Linked DNA regions of Mus musculus: region 2 is linked to region 1. A link is a contact called in public Hi-C data. All regions are on one chromosome and are shown on one strand. The core of a region is the stretch at or near the end of the contact, and the rest is flanking DNA. Distances in the headings are between cores, read along the strand shown.

Region 1 (3,177 bases), core at 353-2,852:
TGCCTTATTTTTTTATCACCTCTTCAAGAAACCACTGATGTTACTGTTTTCTCATTATTCTCTTTTTATTGATGGGAAACTGAGGCACAATAAGGTCAAAAATGTTTCTTGATCAAAAATGTTCAGATCAGAATATAGATAATTTAAAAATTCTCTGCTTCTAGAATAGTCTTGTGGACTTTTGGCTGATGTTTAACTGTGATTTTTGGTCACATTAACCCTCATGGATTTTCCCTTTTCTCTTTCAGCATGTGAAGATGGATATAGGCTTGAAAATGAAACCTGTATGAGGTAGGCTCCCTATTCCCTTTTCCTGATGAAGTTGTTACAAATGTCTTTTAAAAAACAAAAAACAAAAGACTGGGGCTGGAGAGATGGCTTAGTGGTTAAGGGCATTGACTGCTCTGCCAGAGGTCCTGAGTTCAGTTTCCAGAAACCACATGGTGGCTTACAACCATCTGTAATGGGGTCTGATGCTCTCTTCTGGTGTGTTTGAAGAGAGCAATGGTGTATTCATAGACATTAAATAAATAAATAAACTTTTTTTAAAAAAAGATTTAGGGTTTGACGATATTCCAGATGTGGGAGTCTTCAGGAATGTTTAACCTGTAACAAATAGCTTATCAATAATCAGTGATATAGAATGAAGTATGCTTATTTAAAACAAAACAAAAAACTTCCCAGCAGTGTTGGCATACATCTTTAATCCCAGCACCCAGAAGGCAGAGGCAGGTGGACCTCTGAATTCCAGGCCGGCCCAGTCTACAGAGAGGCCCTATTTTGAAAACACAAAGAAACCCTGTTTTGAAAAATGCCTCCCTCCCCCTCCAGAAAAAGAAAAAGAATAAAAGACAGACTATCCTAATGAACCCATCCTAACTAAAGAAATTTCTCACATACGTTGCCTCCTTACAGATTTTGTTGTGATTTGAGACTGAGTCTTCTCTTGTCTCTCTCTTGATTTACAGTTGCCCATTTGGCCTCGGTGGACTCAACTGTGGAAACCGTAAGTGTCCCAAAGGAGAGAATTGTGACTGGGTGTGGCCGGCCAGGTTTGCTGGCAGGCAGGCTCCTCCCCTCTCCACTGTGCGCTTAACGTCTGTGCTAAGTGTGTGGGAAAACAAACAAACAGAGAGTAAGCCTTGTGTGGTGCTTTCCCAAGCTCGAGGGGTAGGGGAAGAAATAAAGACCCCTGCACAGCTCTGCCTGTGCCGCGAACACAGCAAGTCACGCGGGGGGTAGGAGCCACAGAGCAGAGCCCACACCTAAAGGATAATGCAAGACTCTCGTGAATGTTTCCCGGAAGTCGTGGAATTGGAGGGAGGTTAAAAAAGACTGAACAGATACATGGGTGGGACGAGAGTAAGAAGAACGTTCCTCATTTAGAGTCTTGGGGCAATCACATGGTGTTTGGGGAACACTTTACATGTGGGTGTGTCCAAATTGGGGTGGTGGGGGGGGGGGACAGGAAGCACAGCATTGGGTTTGCAGGATGCCCAGGAAGAGAGCCGTTGGGCAGGGGCGGTACTGAGGCTGCAGTGGGTGACTGCTACCGGAGCTATCCGTCATAGCACAGGGGAATTGCATGACTGCAGCGAGCAAGTGCGCCTGTACCGCAGAGTCAGGAGACTTCCGGTGCAGTGCCCGCTGGGCACAAGGACCAGCCTGGGACATGTGCTGTGAGGCAGACTTACTCCGTGAAGGGGAGCATGCGCGGTCCAAGCCCTGTCAAGCATGCTGATAATGCAGCAAGCATGCTGTCTCAGGCTCCTCTTCTCTCTGAGGAGCGGTTTGAGGCAGGGTAGATTTGCTTGCATGGGTATTTTTTTCGTCTTCAGATGCTTTTGAGGTGGAAATTACCTTCAAAATTATGAAATAAACCGGGCGTGGTGGTGTATAACTTTAATTCCAGCACTCGGGAGGCAGAGGCAGGCGAATTTCTGAGTTCGAGGCCAGCCTGGTCTACAAAGTGAGTTCCAGGACAGCCAGGGCTACACAGAGAAACCCTTTCTCAAAAAAACAAAAAAACAAAAAACAAAGTTATGAAATAAAATTTGTGATACAGGATATAGGAGAGCCTAGTATGAATAATAGGAATCAAGACAGTTTTAGGATGGCTTTGTCTCATACAGGTAAATGTTCGAATGGTAACTATCTAAAGTTGGAAGTAGGCACAATTTTATTTCCTGTGTGTTGTGTATTGTCTGACCTCCCCCATTACTATTCCCTACTTGTATGTCCCACTTTTTATGTCTTCAGGATACCTACCTTTGTTCTTTTTTTTTCTATCCTTCCTTCCTTCCTTTCTTTTCTTCTTTCTTTCTTTCCTTTTTTTTTTTTTTTTTTTGAAAAAGTTTTTCTATGTAGCATTGGCTAGCCTGAAACCCACTATGACAAGGCTAGCCTTGAATTCTTAGAGATTCCCCTGCCTCTGCCTCTGCCTCCGCCTCCTGAGGGCTTTCTACATTTGTGTTCAAGGGAATAGTTATCTTTCTAGAAAGTGAAATTCATGCATGAATTCACTTCCTGGGTTGTGTGCAATTGATGTTTATTGTTTTGTTGTTTTTTGTTTTTGTTTTTGTTTTTGTTTTTGTTTTTGCTATGAACAGTCACCATTTATTTTGTAAGCTCTTGTGGTTAAAATCAACCCCATTGTTTGTAGGGTCTATAACCAGGATTTCTCTCAGGTCCCTGCGGCCACTTTTCCCTCCCCATTTATCCAAGTGACCATCATTATGTCTAGCAGAGGGCAGCCCCCTCCTGGACGGCAGTTGGCCCCAGCCCACTTCAGGAATGAAGCTGGCAGTTTGTCGTTACACTGGGGTGACTTGGAGCAACATCAAGTTAGTATTATGAAACATTTTATGGTGACTAATAAAAATGTTATGACGTGATAGCATGAGCAGGACACACTGAGACACATTTGCCAGTGGCCTCCTTATCTGAGGTCTGGGCCCAGCCCTGGGCATCGGTTATGAAGTTGGGGGGGACACCTGAATCTCTCCCCATTGGTGACAGAAGCACCTGAGGTATGTTTTGTGCCACCTTGCTAGCCTCAAACTCAGCAACCCTCCTCCCTCTGTCTCTTGAGTTCTGGGGTTATAAGTCTGCTCCACTGTGCCCAGCCCATCGAGCTGGATTTTCCATAGGCAGGAAACATCTCGGACAGATTTCTCC
Region 2 (3,177 bases), core at 486-2,985, 360 kb after region 1:
TTTCAGGTGCCAATAGCATTGTGGTTTGGGAAAGAATCCCATCCAGTCCTGATGAGCTTGAACTTGCTGTGTAGCCAGGATTGCCCAGGACTTCCGATCTTCCTGCTTCCACCTCCCAAGAGCTTCTGTCACAGTTCGAGCCGCTTCCCCAACAGACTGGGACCAAACCACCTGACTGTTTTTTTACTGCAGGTGTAGTATAAAGGCAGTGTTATCGTGGGGTGAGATCGTATGGGTAGTGCAGGAACCCACTGTCCACTCATGCATCACGCTCCCAAGATTCCATGAGGCAGCGGACTCTAAATTCACATATAACTTGTACAAATAAAGAGGGACTGGAGGACAGCTAGCTGCAGTTTGTAACCAGTTGCTTCATGTCCCAAAGGAATTGTTTTTAGACTATCCTTTATGCCTTTTTAGTTTCTTATGGTTTTAGGTATGGCAGAGTAATATGAAACCCAAGGTTATTATACCAAAAAGTGTGTGTGTGTGTGTGTGTGTGTGTGTGTGAGATCAGGCCTTTAGAGGGTGCCCTGGTCTGTGAGGGACCATCTCACATTAGGCTAATGGAGGTGGGAAGACTGCCCTAACTGTGGACAACTATTTCATTGCTGGGGCTCTGGACTAAGGCAAAGGCCAGAACCATTAACTCTCTGGATTGGATACCAACAAGACCAGGAGAGAGATCCTCAACTTTTGGGGGTTTGGCATCTGGGATTTCAGTGGTGGAATGTGCTGTCTGTTGGGCAGACTGCAACAGCTTCAAGGCTAGGGTGGCCCCTGTCAGAGGCAGATAAGTTCTGCCCCAAGACTTCATAGTAGATCAAGTTCCCAGTTAATACTGATGTCAGCTGGACAGGCTGTAGAATCAGCAAGAAAACCAGCCTCTGGTGCTGTCTGTGGGACCATCTCACATTAGGTAATGGAGGGGGGAAACCGCCCTAACAGTGGACAACGCTATTTGATGAGCTGGGTCCTGCACTCAAAAGAAAGGGAGAGCTAGCTGAGTACCAGCATATACCTTCTTCACTTCTGGACCACAGGTACAGTGTAAACAGTGGCCTCTGGTCCCTGCTACCCTGACTTCCCCACATGACAGACAAACACACAGGACACAATCTATCTCTGCTTGCTTCCCTTTTTTGGGGTGGGGGGAGAATTTAATGTCAGAAGTGAGAGGGGGAGTCGGAAACGTATGCTGCAGTGTGTTTTATTTTGTCGTTTGGAGGCAGGACCCTGCTCTCTAGCCCAGGCTAGCCTCAGTGATCTTCCTGCCTTTGTCTCTCGAGTGCCAGGGTTACCAGCCTGAGCTGCCATGTCTGGCTGGTGTGGCCTTTGTGGTGGGGCCAGTGCTGTCTAAATCCTCATCCAAGTACTGTTCAACTCAGGGAGCCGCAGATGGAAGCCCACTAAAGTTAAAGAGCTCACTAAATTCTGATGCCTTCAGCCTTGGGAGGATGCTGAGCCGAAGGGAAGGCCAGGCCCTGAGGGCACCATCTGGGAGCTAAGCAGCCAGGGCAAGTCACCTAGTCTATAAAACGAGCAAAATATAATTTATTGCTATGAAAGCTTTAGCCCTAAAACTGGTCCAGAGGAACTCAACAAAGTGAAGGTGGTGCTGTTTTTAAGTGGATGAAGATTTACACCGCGATGTCAATTCTCACAGCCTTGTTCTCTGTCCCCAGGCCACTGGCAGTATTTACCCACAGCCTGGGTGAGTGTCCCTGAGGTCAGCTAGGTTATGACAGTGGAAACTGTCAGGTAAGTCCAAGAGACAGAATTGCCTGTATCCAGCCAGGGCCACCTGGGCTGCTGCCCTTTGCTCCAGCTCCCTGAACACCCAAGTGTATTTTATGACACTTCTTCAGAATTCCAGACTTAGCTGGAAGAAGGCACCCAGGGACAGAAAAAAACCACACACACACACACACACACACACACACACCATGTATCATGGTAGAGAGGGACCTAGATGGGGTTTTGCAGCCTGGGCCCAAGAATCCAGGGCTAACTAAATCTTCATTGTTTGTAAGCACACACCCCTATGCCATAAGGCACGTTGACTTTAAACGGTGTTTAACCTTAGGAGAATCGTGCATTCAGCGTGTTGGCCAACCAAAGGGCTCCAGAAGGGAAACTGAAACTGCACCCACTGAACAGTTAACTGCCCATCACTTCCTTCCCTGTCCCTGGAAATCACCATGCTGCCTCTTGCCTATGTAAAGTTGACTATTCAAAGTAGCCATGTAAGTGAAATAATAGACTACTGGTCTCCGTGACTGGGTCCTTTTACTTAGCATAATGTTCCCAAGGTCTGTGCATGATGGAAGCTGGTGTCAGATTTTCCTCCTTTTTAAGGCTGAATAATGTTCATTGTTCGCAGGCCATACTTTGTGTGTTCTTTTGTCCATGGGCACCTGTAGCTGCTATGCTATGAGCAATGTTATGAACATGAGTGTGTAGATATGTTTGTGTCTCTGCTTTCAATTGATTTCAAAATGCTTCCAGAAGTGGGATTACTGGGTCATAAATTATATATATATATACACACACACATATACATATATACACACACATACACATATACATGTATATATGCACACACACACACATATATATACATATATATATAATTTACATACACATATTGGGACTTCCTACAGTGTTTTCCATAGCTATGGTAACATTTTATATCTCACCCAGCCATCCAGCCACATTACAACTTCTTTTACATCTTTACAGACACTTGCTATTTTCTGAGGTGTGTCCATAACTAAGAGCTATTTTATTAGATCTAAGTGCATCCCATTACAGCATTGATTTACATTTCCCTGGTGAGCAGAGATGCTGACTCTCTTCAGTGCACTGGTACCTGTGGGTCTTCTCTGGCGAAGCATCTATCAAGCTCTTTGCCCATGTGTTAGTCCAACTGCTTTGCCCTTCCTTGCTAAATTCTCTGTCTTGATAAACCCCGATGGGACGCCACACTGCATTCTGTCACAGTTTTCATGGCTTGGGGTGCTAAGCCCATAGCCCACAGAGCATCAGAATCATCAAGGGGCTTGAAATATTGAGGCACATGCCTGAATTTTGGTCTACGGCAGAGTGTGTTACTAAAAAAACGAAACAAAACCCCTCCAGATTTCAGGAGTTGGAAATCACAATAGTCTTTGTCTT

Evidence for each region. Hi-C and Micro-C count contacts between places; a contact is called where the count stands out from the background.
Region 2: a contact with region 1 is called in a Hi-C map of B cells, with 5 times the contacts expected there. The contact joins two enhancer-like sites. A contact is called at or near these places in 1 of 39 promoter capture datasets (embryonic stem cells), 2 of 15 datasets of contacts at CTCF or cohesin (both in embryonic stem cells), 64 of 484 Hi-C or Micro-C datasets (B cells, the Ba/F3 cell line, the C10 cell line and 28 more), 11 of 115 datasets of contacts at active chromatin or transcription factors (the HPC-7 cell line, acute myeloid leukemia, bone marrow-derived dendritic cells and 5 more) and 2 of 9 other capture datasets (embryonic stem cells and pancreatic islet).

What each region holds. Positions count from the first base shown.
Region 1 is chr16:33,750,204-33,753,380 of GRCm38.p6, forward strand. Heg1 (heart development protein with EGF-like domains 1) reads left to right here. Exons shown (of 15, transcript NM_175256.5): 11 at 249-291; 12 at 969-1,006. Among named protein-coding and RNA genes, the nearest start is that of Muc13, 43 kb to the right of the region's middle. Within about 2 kb of position 1,603, at least 146 of the 459 cell types and tissues checked have an H3K27ac peak or open chromatin away from gene starts, as enhancers often do. A contact at or near this core is called in B cells, acute myeloid leukemia, bone marrow-derived dendritic cells and 3 more, where this site is marked.
Region 2 is chr16:34,109,281-34,112,457 of GRCm38.p6, forward strand. The region is part of intron 34 of Kalrn (kalirin, RhoGEF kinase); the gene reads right to left. Among named protein-coding and RNA genes, the nearest start is that of Gm41448, 9.2 kb to the right of the region's middle. Within about 2 kb of position 1,736, at least 39 of the 459 cell types and tissues checked have an H3K27ac peak or open chromatin away from gene starts, as enhancers often do. A contact at or near this core is called in B cells, acute myeloid leukemia, bone marrow-derived dendritic cells and 3 more, where this site is marked.